Regions from separate parts of the Mus musculus genome. Here region 2 is linked to region 1. Evidence: chromatin contacts called from public HiChIP or PLAC-seq data. All regions are on one chromosome and are shown on one strand. Each heading gives the region's core, a stretch centred on a gene start, on an enhancer-like site or on the middle of the called end of the contact. The rest is flanking DNA. Distances are from core to core; before and after follow the strand shown.

The links. HiChIP or PLAC-seq counts read pairs in DNA pulled down with a chosen protein or histone mark.
Region 2: a contact with region 1 is called in an H3K27ac HiChIP or PLAC-seq map of embryonic stem cells, with 15 read pairs. The contact joins the promoter of Zbtb8b here to the enhancer-like site in region 1. A contact is called at or near these places in 1 of 15 datasets of contacts at CTCF or cohesin (the NIH/3T3 cell line), 20 of 484 Hi-C or Micro-C datasets (the AML12 cell line, B cells, CD8 T cells and 13 more), 9 of 115 datasets of contacts at active chromatin or transcription factors (the 230-238 cell line, bone marrow-derived macrophages, effector CD8 T cells and 4 more) and 3 of 9 other capture datasets (adipose tissue, liver and pancreatic islet).

What each region holds. Positions count from the first base shown.
Region 1 is chr4:129,403,485-129,408,443 of GRCm38.p6, reverse strand. No RefSeq gene overlaps it. Among named protein-coding and RNA genes, the nearest start is that of C330020E22Rik, 23 kb to the right of the region's middle. Within about 2 kb of position 1,728, at least 130 of the 459 cell types and tissues checked have an H3K27ac peak or open chromatin away from gene starts, as enhancers often do. A contact at or near this core is called in CD8 T cells, bone marrow-derived macrophages, differentiating embryonic stem cells and 6 more, where this site is marked.
Region 2 is chr4:129,438,046-129,442,478 of GRCm38.p6, reverse strand. Zbtb8b (zinc finger and BTB domain containing 8b) reads left to right here and starts at 1,661. Exons shown (of 4, transcript NM_153541.3): 1 at 1,661-1,705.

The sequences.
Region 1 (4,959 bases), core at 479-2,978:
GAGTGGTGTGTATGGCAGTCAGTCAGTGGAGGACATGATGGATCTGTGGGAGGCTGAGGGGAAGTGGCTAGGAGGATCTGGCCAAGAGAAAGATGATCCTTTTGATCTATTCCAAGGAAATATGCCTGGGTCCTCGGGGGTTGGGGGGGACCCCAAAGAACAAAGAAACAAAGAAAAAAAAAAACAAGACAAAAAAATGACTTGGGTTCTGTCCAGGAAAGACGTTTCCTCAGATGACAGGGCATCCCTTGGGTCAGGCAGCCAAGGTTTCGGGGCTCACCTGGGAATTAGGGCAGGATCAGTTTCATAGATCAAGAAAATCATGGCCTGGAGCTGGGGACATACCTCAGGGTGGAGCACTTGCCTCGCAGGCACAGGACCCCTGGTTCATCCCCAGCATCACCAGAAAAAAATGATGGGACAGAGAGGTGGCATTGCCAGCAGATAAAAGTATTTGCTATTCTTGCAGAGGACCCGGGTTTGATTCCTGACCCCTGTGTGGTAGCTTACAATCATCAGCGACTCCAGTCCCAGGGTATCCAATGCCTTCCTCTGGCCTCTGTAGGCACCAGGTACAATTCACCTGCATGGGCAAACACTCATATACAAAATAAAAAAAGAGTCCTGGCAGGAAGATGTTTGGGGACAATGTAGGTGATAAGGCTACCTAACTTAGGGTGGGATCCTGTGTCCTTGAAAGCCCTAGTAAGCCAGGCTCAGCCTCCTGTCTTTGATAAAACTGATGAAAAAATGCCAATAAACTGGGCAGTGGTGGCACACGCCTTTAATCCCAGCACTCCGGAGGTAGAGGCAGGCAGATTTCTGAGTTCGAGGCCAGCCTGGTCTATAAAATGGGTTCCAGGACAGCCAGGGCTATACAGAGAAACCCTGTCTCAAAAAACAAAACAAAAAAACCCAAAAAAGAAAAAAAAAACAAAAAAGCCAATAAATAGTGAAAAGCAGAAAATTTTAATTTATTCAATAAGGTCACACTGGGATGAGGTGCAAAGAGATAGGGTGGCTGTCCTAGGCCATCTTTCTGGTCCAAACATGGGAGGGGGTATAGTTTCAACTGAGGGCAATCTGTAGACATAATTATTCAGTCCTAGTCAAGGTGAGTTTCTTCCCATCACTGATCCATCACTGCTGGGTTCCAGTTAAAATGTCTTCCATTTTCATGGAGACAGGCCCCGGTTTGGTTGGCAGCAGGATCCAGCCTTTTCCATCTCCCCGTACGAGAAACCTGAGGGAGGAGGGATGGAACTCCAATTTCCAGGGCTTCTTAGTCCCAACAGTCCAGAGAGCCAGAATGAGAGACCCAAACTCCTTTTAGAATCTCCTCTTTCCCTTCAGGCGTTTGTGGACCATCAGGAGACGGTTAGTGACTAAGAGTTGTTTATTATTCAATTCCAAGTCGTTAGAGACAATCGCATGTGGAGGCTGCAAAGGGGACTGGGAGAGCAGGAACTCAATGCTGGTTTAATGTAGCCCAGGCTGGCCTTGAACTACTTGTTCAGTGGAGGGATAACCTTGAACTCTCGATTCTCTTCCAGTTGAGGGCTTTCAGGTATTGTTGAGATTACTGGTGGGCACCGCCACACCTAGTTAAATCGTGCATCAAAACGTTAAATTTTTATGAAGAGACACATCGATGTGTGTTACCTCAATGAAAAGAGAAGTGTAGTTACTGTTTCTGGACTCCAGGAGGACCTCTTGCGGGAGGATGCTCCCCTGGAGACACTGCAGGATAATGGCTGCGCTGTCGCCCAGCCTCCACCCGCCCGCCCGGGGAAAGGCGCCTGAGTCTCCTGGCAGCGACCACGGGGAGGCAGCGGGAATGGGCCGGGGCGTGCCCGCAGCAGGCGGGCGCCAGGACCGGGGGAGGGTCAGATCTGGGCGGTTGATTTATGGAGGATGTGCCGGTCTTGATTCGCTTCTGGCTATGCATCTAAGGCAGGACTATCGCGGAAGTCCTTCTTAGCGCTTGGTATCCAGAGGTCCAGGGTTTAAATCTGTCAGGTCTTATTACTGATAATGTTCACTTTTGTCTTAAATTAAGGTGGTGTCTGCCAGGATTCTTTGCTGGAAAGTTACCCCTGGCAATGGAAACGACGTTCGTACTTAAAATCACCATTTCTCTCCTTTGAAACTTGTTTTTAGGGTTTACTTATTTTACGTGTATGAATATTTTGCCTGTGGGCTTGTGCAACACATGTGCCCCTGGTGCCTGGGTCAGAAGAGAATGTCCGATCCCCTGGAGCTGGAGTTATGGATGGTTGGGAGTTGCTATGTGGGTGCTGGAAGTTGAACCCCAGTGCTCCAGAACAGCAAGGGCTCTAAACCACTAGGCCATCTTTCCAAACACTCTTGTTCTTTTTAAACATTTTAAACATAATATTTATTTTTAAATGCAGACTCCCCATTTCTGATTTTATTCCTGATTGTAATCTGTTGCTGTCATTCACATTTAATGCTCTGAGTCAGGCCAATGAAAGCCTCTTCAGGACAGCTGTCTGTGTTTCTAGTTGATGTGTCTCCACTGTTCTCTGGCTGCGTTCTTCCCTCTGATACAGGATGCTCTGGCCTCATCTTCTGTACTTCCCTACCCGGCTTAGGCTTAGAATCAGGTACTTCTCCGGAGAGCCCTGGTTCTGCTGAGTAAACAATGTGATATCTTGAGACAGGATCTTCCTTGGTTTGTATTTTGGGGTCTCCTGCCTCTGTCTATAAATGCTAGGATTATAGATAGGTACCACAAGGTCTACAGGGAGTGGGGATTTAGAACTCGATCTGAGCCCTGGGTGGTGTGCTGGTGCATACCTGTAATCCCACCACTGGGAGAATGGAGACAGGAAAATGTGGATGAACTCCTCTAAGTTGACTCCATCTTTAAAAAAAAAAAGGCCAGTCATGGTGAGTAGCGCATACCTTTAATCCCAGCACCTAAAGGCAGAGATAAGACAGTCCACATATTGAGTTGTGAGTTTCAGGCCAGCCAGGGCTAAAGAAGGGGTGAGGAAGAGGAGGAGGAGGAGGAGAAAAGGTAGATGGCCGGTGAGCTCATAGGTTTTGATTTGAGGCCCTCTCAGAAGACATTTCTTTCATACACCAATAGATAAATGAGTTATAAAACATATGGAAAATAATATAGAGTGATTATAGACTCATAATAGAAATAATAAGAAATATACAGTGATTAGATAGACTCCAGTTCCAATCAATGAAACAGAAGTTACTGTATTTTTCTCCTCTCTTCTATTTTCTCATGTATCTACACTAAAGATGAGTACTGACACGTTTGCTCTTTATTTTTGTAAAACATAACAGTATTAGGGTAAAATACAACCTTCAGAAAAATCTGAGATTTATTGTTATTTTTATTTTAATGTGAGTGTAGATGTACCATATGTGTGCCTGATACCCTTGGAAGCCGGAAGAGGCCATCGAATGCCTTAGATTTGGAGTCACGGGTCATTGTGAGCCACTCTGTAAGTCCTGGGAACTGAACGCTGGTCCTCTGGAAGATCAGTAGGTGCTCTTAACCACTGAGCCATTTCTTCAGCCCCTTCCCATTGGTAAACTTTCAAACCACCAAAAGTAAAGAAAGGAAAGTCACCAACCATCTCAGCCACAGCAGCCACAATGGCACAGTCCTGTAATCCTGGCATGCAGAAGGGTGAAGCAGCGGGATACAGACTCCAGGATAGCCAGGGCTCCCAAGCAGGAATCCATCTGACAGAACAAAACAAAACAACAACAACAAAAACATAAAAAAGGGCTGGAGAGATGGCTCAGCGGTTAAGAGCACTGACTGCTCTTCCAGAGGTCCTGAGTTCAAATCCCAGCCACCACTTGGTGGCTCACAACCATCCGTAATGGGATCTGATCCCCTCTTCTGGTGTGTCTGAAAACAGCTATAATGTATTTACATACATAAAATAAGTAAATAAATCTTAAAAATAAATAAATAAAAACAACCCAAGCTTTCCTAGAGTATATTCAGCCTTTTAAGTAATTGATGTATTTATTACTGGGTGTTGTGGGTGATTATGTGCCAGCCCACACCTATGAAGTGGACACCAGAGAGCCACTTACAGGACTCAGGGCTCCCCTTCTGGCATACAGGTCCCAGAGATGAACCTCAGGTCGCTGGACTTCGTGGCAGTTGCACTAGCCCCTCAGCTTTTTTCTCTCTGTATAAGATTCTTCATTTTAGTCACTTGAAATCACCCAGTCAATGCAATTTTGCAGCCTGGTCTTTTTCATTAGAATTTGCAGAGGTAGGCAAATTACAACCCACAGGCCAGAGTTGGCTCTCTGCCCCATATTGTGTTCTTGTAACCTCAAATTGGTTTTTAAACTTTAAACGGCTGAAACAAATCGAAAGAGCAGTAATACTTTCAGACGTGTGAAAAACGACATCAAATTCCGACGTTAAGTCTCCGTAAGTGGTCAGCACTCCTGCGTTTGCTTATCTATTATCAAGGAGGCTAAATTGCCTTGAGAAGTCCAAAATTCTATTTATCTTTTACAGAAAAAAGTTTGCTAGCTTTGCAATATTACATTGTCATCGTGTGTGTGTGTGTGTGTGTGTGTGTGTGTGGTGTGTGTGTGTGTGTGTGTTTGTGTGTTGATGGTCTTGTGTGGCAGGCAGAGAAGTTAACTTCAGATACCATTCCCCAGAAGCGATCCACCTTCATTGTTTTGTCTTAAAATACATTATTTATTCTTCAAGCATTTCATATATATATCTGATTTGTCTTCCAGATCTCGCTCTTCATGTCTCCCTCCCAACTTCACATCATTATCATCACCGTCATCACCTTCATCACCGTCATCATCATCATCATCATTTGAGCTCATTGACACTACCTTTTTTTTTTTTGGTTGTTGTTTTGTTTTTTTCAAGATAGGGTTTCTCGGGCTGGTGAGATGGCTCAGTGGGTAAGAGACTGCTCT
Region 2 (4,433 bases), core at 412-2,911, 34 kb before region 1:
CCGGGAGGCAAAAGTTTGAGGCCAGCCTGCTCTACAGATCAAGTTCCAGGACAGCCATGGCTACACAGAGAAACTCTGTCCCAGGGGAAAATAGGCATTGTATGATACATTTTAAGCCTTGTCTATGTTTTAAAGAAACGTGGTACAGCTGGAATGATGATGGTTCGGCGGTAAAGAGCACTCGCTGTTCCTACAGAGGACCCGGCTTTCATTTCCGGTGCCCACGTGGTACCACCCAATTGTCTATAACTCCAGTTCCAGGGGATCTGAAGCCCTCTCTGGTCGGCTTTATCAGTCACACACACGGATTCCAGAAGAAATCAGAAATTGGTAAAGGCAAATGTAGATTCATTGACATTTTGACCAAACCTAGGAGAGAAAGAAGTCGAATTTCTTCATGATCCTGCCTATTGCCACTTCATAGCTTAAAAACAAACAGCTGGAGAGATGACTCAGTGGTTACGGGCACTGACTGCTTTTCCAGAGGTCCTGAGTTCAATTCCCAGCAACCCCATGATGGCTCACAACCATCTGTAATGGGATCCGATGCCCTTTTCTGGTGTGTCTGAAGACAGTGACAGTGCACTCACATATATGCAATAATAATTTAAAAAGTAAATAAATAATGTGTGACACCACAAAACAAACAGTGTGTGTTCCTGCACGTGCTCGAACGCCCTCCTGTGTGTATGTGGTCATCAGAGGTCCTCAGACTCCTTGGAGCTCAAGTTGCAGGTGGTCGTGGGCAGCTTGATGTGGATGGAGCCTGAACTCAGGCCCTATGCAAGAGTAGAACATGCTCTCAACCACCCAACCACCTCTCCAGCCTCAAATAGGGCTTTGCTTTTTTTTTTTTTCCTTCTTATCCTTTGGGCATCTTGGTACATGTAGTTTTGTCTTTTATACAGAGTGCTGAGAGTCTTGGAGCCACTTTAGCTTCAGAGACCCCATCTTGTACATAGTCTCCATCTTGTACTAGGCTAAATTTTAAGAAACAGCTGAGCTCCCGGAAATGGGTTCAGGCTCCAGGCGCCCCACAGGAATTTAGGTCCACATTACCCTACCCCATGCCTTGCTGGTTAGCACCCAGTCCGGTCTGAAACCCAGCAGCCGCTACACAGGCTCTGATTGGCTGGCCTCAATCCAGGGCAAGTTATCAAGAAAACCATCTGAGGTATTTGACAGGTAGTAACCCACTTAAGATGTCAGGTGTGAGAAACGGTTGAAATACAGCATGCATGCACCCGATTGGCTGCCCCTACCCTACCTAATCTGTGGGTTTTGTTGTTGTTGTTTTGTTATTGTTTTTTATGTTTTTGTTTTTGCTTTAAAAGGTTGTTCTGACTCTCCCTGACACGGTTTGGATCCAGAACCCAGCCGACTTCCTAATATACCGGTTTTTTGAATAAAGAAACTTTTGTTGGCTCGAACTTGGTTTTCATAGTGGATTATTTCCCAAAGTCTCGGACACTAACAAGACCACAACTCCCATCACCCCATGAACGCTGGAGTCTTCAGAGCGCATCCTCCAGAGGTGGGTACCCGGACCATTGACGGACCTGCTGGCTGAAGGGCCCGCCTTCATCAGCCCAAGATCTCCCACCATTGGTCATCTTCCCCGCTTCTCACTGGAGGGCCGCAGGTGAATGAAAGGGGGCGTGTCAGTACTCTCAGCTCGCTGGAGGTGGCTGGAACCCGGTGCCAGGTGAGAACACAACATCCGATCGGCGCCGCGGCTTTTTTGGTTTTGGGGAAAGTTAGGGGCACCTCGGGAGGCTGGCTCAGGGGACAGAGTGCAGGTAGCAGGGACGGTTGCCGTCCTCAGCCAGCTTTGGACCGCCTGGCCCAGTAACTCCCTGGACCCCGGCTGCGCAGAGTCGCTCTCAGTGGTAGACCCTCCCTCTTCTTGCGTGGGGTGGGTGGACACCGAGGCATATGCCCACCCTCCCTGGCTGTGGGTGACCCACCCCCTCACGGTTCAGGTGGGAGTTCTGGCTTCTGCTCATTCTGATCCTGAAGGATACCCAGGCGCCAGGGCTTGGCCAGGCTGGGCCAGTGTCCGCTTGGGCAGTGGTCACTTTGCCGGCGGGAAGACCTGCGAGAGGCAAGGCCTCGGTTTTCACACCCAGACACCAGGGACTGTGCCAATTACCTGGTTCCAGTGGCCTCTTTAGGTTGTCTGACTCTGGATGGAATGTTCCCGGTGTCTTGAGAGCATTTTAGCAGAAGAACCGAAGATGGCAATTGGTCAAAAATTCTACCCCTGCAAAACTCTTAGTTCTTTTCCCCTTTTCCTGGGCCAGAGGAGGGAGTGACTTCCCGGTCTATTGCTAGACCTGTTAGAGGGTTTGGGGAGATCGGTAAACAATGGCTAAGGATTGCCTCTCAGGAGTCTGTAGAATATGGGTTCTAAATCCTGGACGTGTAGCTTTATCTTTGAACCTCAGATTCCCTCTCTGAAAAATGAAAATATTCTGCACTGTGTTAGTATGATCCTAAAATGAATGTTTGTCAAGTAGTTTTCTTAGTGCTTCGAAATGAATGATGTGCAGGAAATTCTAGTCATACTAGTCATTGGAGAGCAGTTTTTATTCTCAGGTTGGTGGAACTGGATGGAGGAGAGTTGTCAGAAAGACGGGGCTGGACATACAGTGCTGATGAATACTGTAATCCTAGCACTGGAGAGGCAGCGGCAAGTGGATGGGACTAGCCTCTGCCTCTCTGCTTCTCTGCCTCTCCGTGCTTGGATTAAAGACAAGTGCCACCACTGCCCAGCTTCGCTTTAATTTTTAAAAATTACATTTCTGTATTTATTTATATATTTATTTATTTATTGTGTGTGTACATATTTTCGCGGAGGTCAGAGTTCAGCTTTTAGGAGTTGGTTCTCTCCTTCCACCATGTGAGTGTTGAGCGTCACACTCAGCCCAGCAGGCTTGGTAGCAAGTGCTTTCACCTGCTGAGCCATCTCACTGCTCCAGTATTTAGTGACTGTTGAGTTGAATTGGAATCGTGTGTAGATTCAGAGTGCCATGAATGTGTGTTAGGCCAGTGCTAAGCTGTTTTCCAACGAGAAGTAGGGGTTTTCAGCACAGCCCAGGGACCAGCATGCCCGAGACCAGCTTTGCTGATTAGATTAACTATGGACTGATTATTTACCAAGTTTGGGTTCATGATGCTCCTGCCTCATCCTTCCATGGCTGGGACTACAGGTGTGTTCCCGACACCTGGCTAGGACAATTAGAAGTAAAACTCGAGTCCTTTAACATATTTCTTATCCCTAATACTTCTGCTGTTATATCTTTCTTGAATAATTGTTCAGAAAAAAAATTCACCATATAATGAATAAACATACACACACAGACACACACACTATAATTTGTTTTGGATCTTGTGGCTTTCTTTCTTTTTTCAATATATCTTGGTGACATTTCAGTTAACTATAGGTAGTTCTACATGATTGAGTCTTTTAAAAATTTTAAAATATCTTTTATATGGCTATTTTGCCTGGGTATATGTCTGTGTACCACATGTGTTTCTGTTGCCTACAGAAGCTAGAAAAGGGCACTAGCTCCTCTGGAACTGGAGTTACAGACAGCTATGAGCTGCCATGTGGGTGCTGGGAATTGAACCTGGGTCTTCTGGAAGAGCAGATGGTGCTTGTAAAACCATGAGCTGCAGCCCAACAATCAGAGATTTTTTGTTTTGTTTTGTTTTGTTTTGTTTTTGAGACAGGGTTTCTCTGTGTAGCCCTGGCTGTCCTGGAACTCACTTTGTAGACCAGCCTGGCCTCGAACTCAGAAATCTGCCTGCCTCTGCCTCCCAAGTGCTGGGATTAAAGGCGTGCGCCACCATGCCCTGCTTACAATCAGGGATTCTTAAAGAGAAATACTTTATTTGGGAATTGACTCAAAAAGCAGTGGGCATTCGAGTGTCACACTGCATAGTAAACTCTGTGTCTGTTTGAGGGTTGAAATCAGAGAGAAACGTTTAAAGGCAGAATGGGAACCATGGAAAGCATTTGTGAGAGACGAATCATTGCTACGAGGATCCATAACAAGAGTGTTGTCTAGCAAAGACTAAACAGGCAGATGCTGGGCCATCGTCCTCAAAGAAGTACTTTTTGTTTTGGTCCAGGAAAGGGGTGAGGACACACACTGAAGATTTCTGCTGAGGAGATGTCCCAGGGTGATTTTATATAGGGGCAGTAGAATTCCACAGCTAGGGGAGCTGGAGAGATGGCTGGGAGCACTGGCTGCTTTTGCAGAGGACCTGGTCCCAGTTGCCAGCACTTGCATGGTAGCGCATAGTTACCTGTAACTCCAGTTCCCAGGGATCTGAGTCCTTTTTAGGTCCTCCACAGGAATTGGACACATAGCTGGCAAATATATCATAATAAAAATAAGTGTATCTAGCCAGGTAGAGGTGGTGCT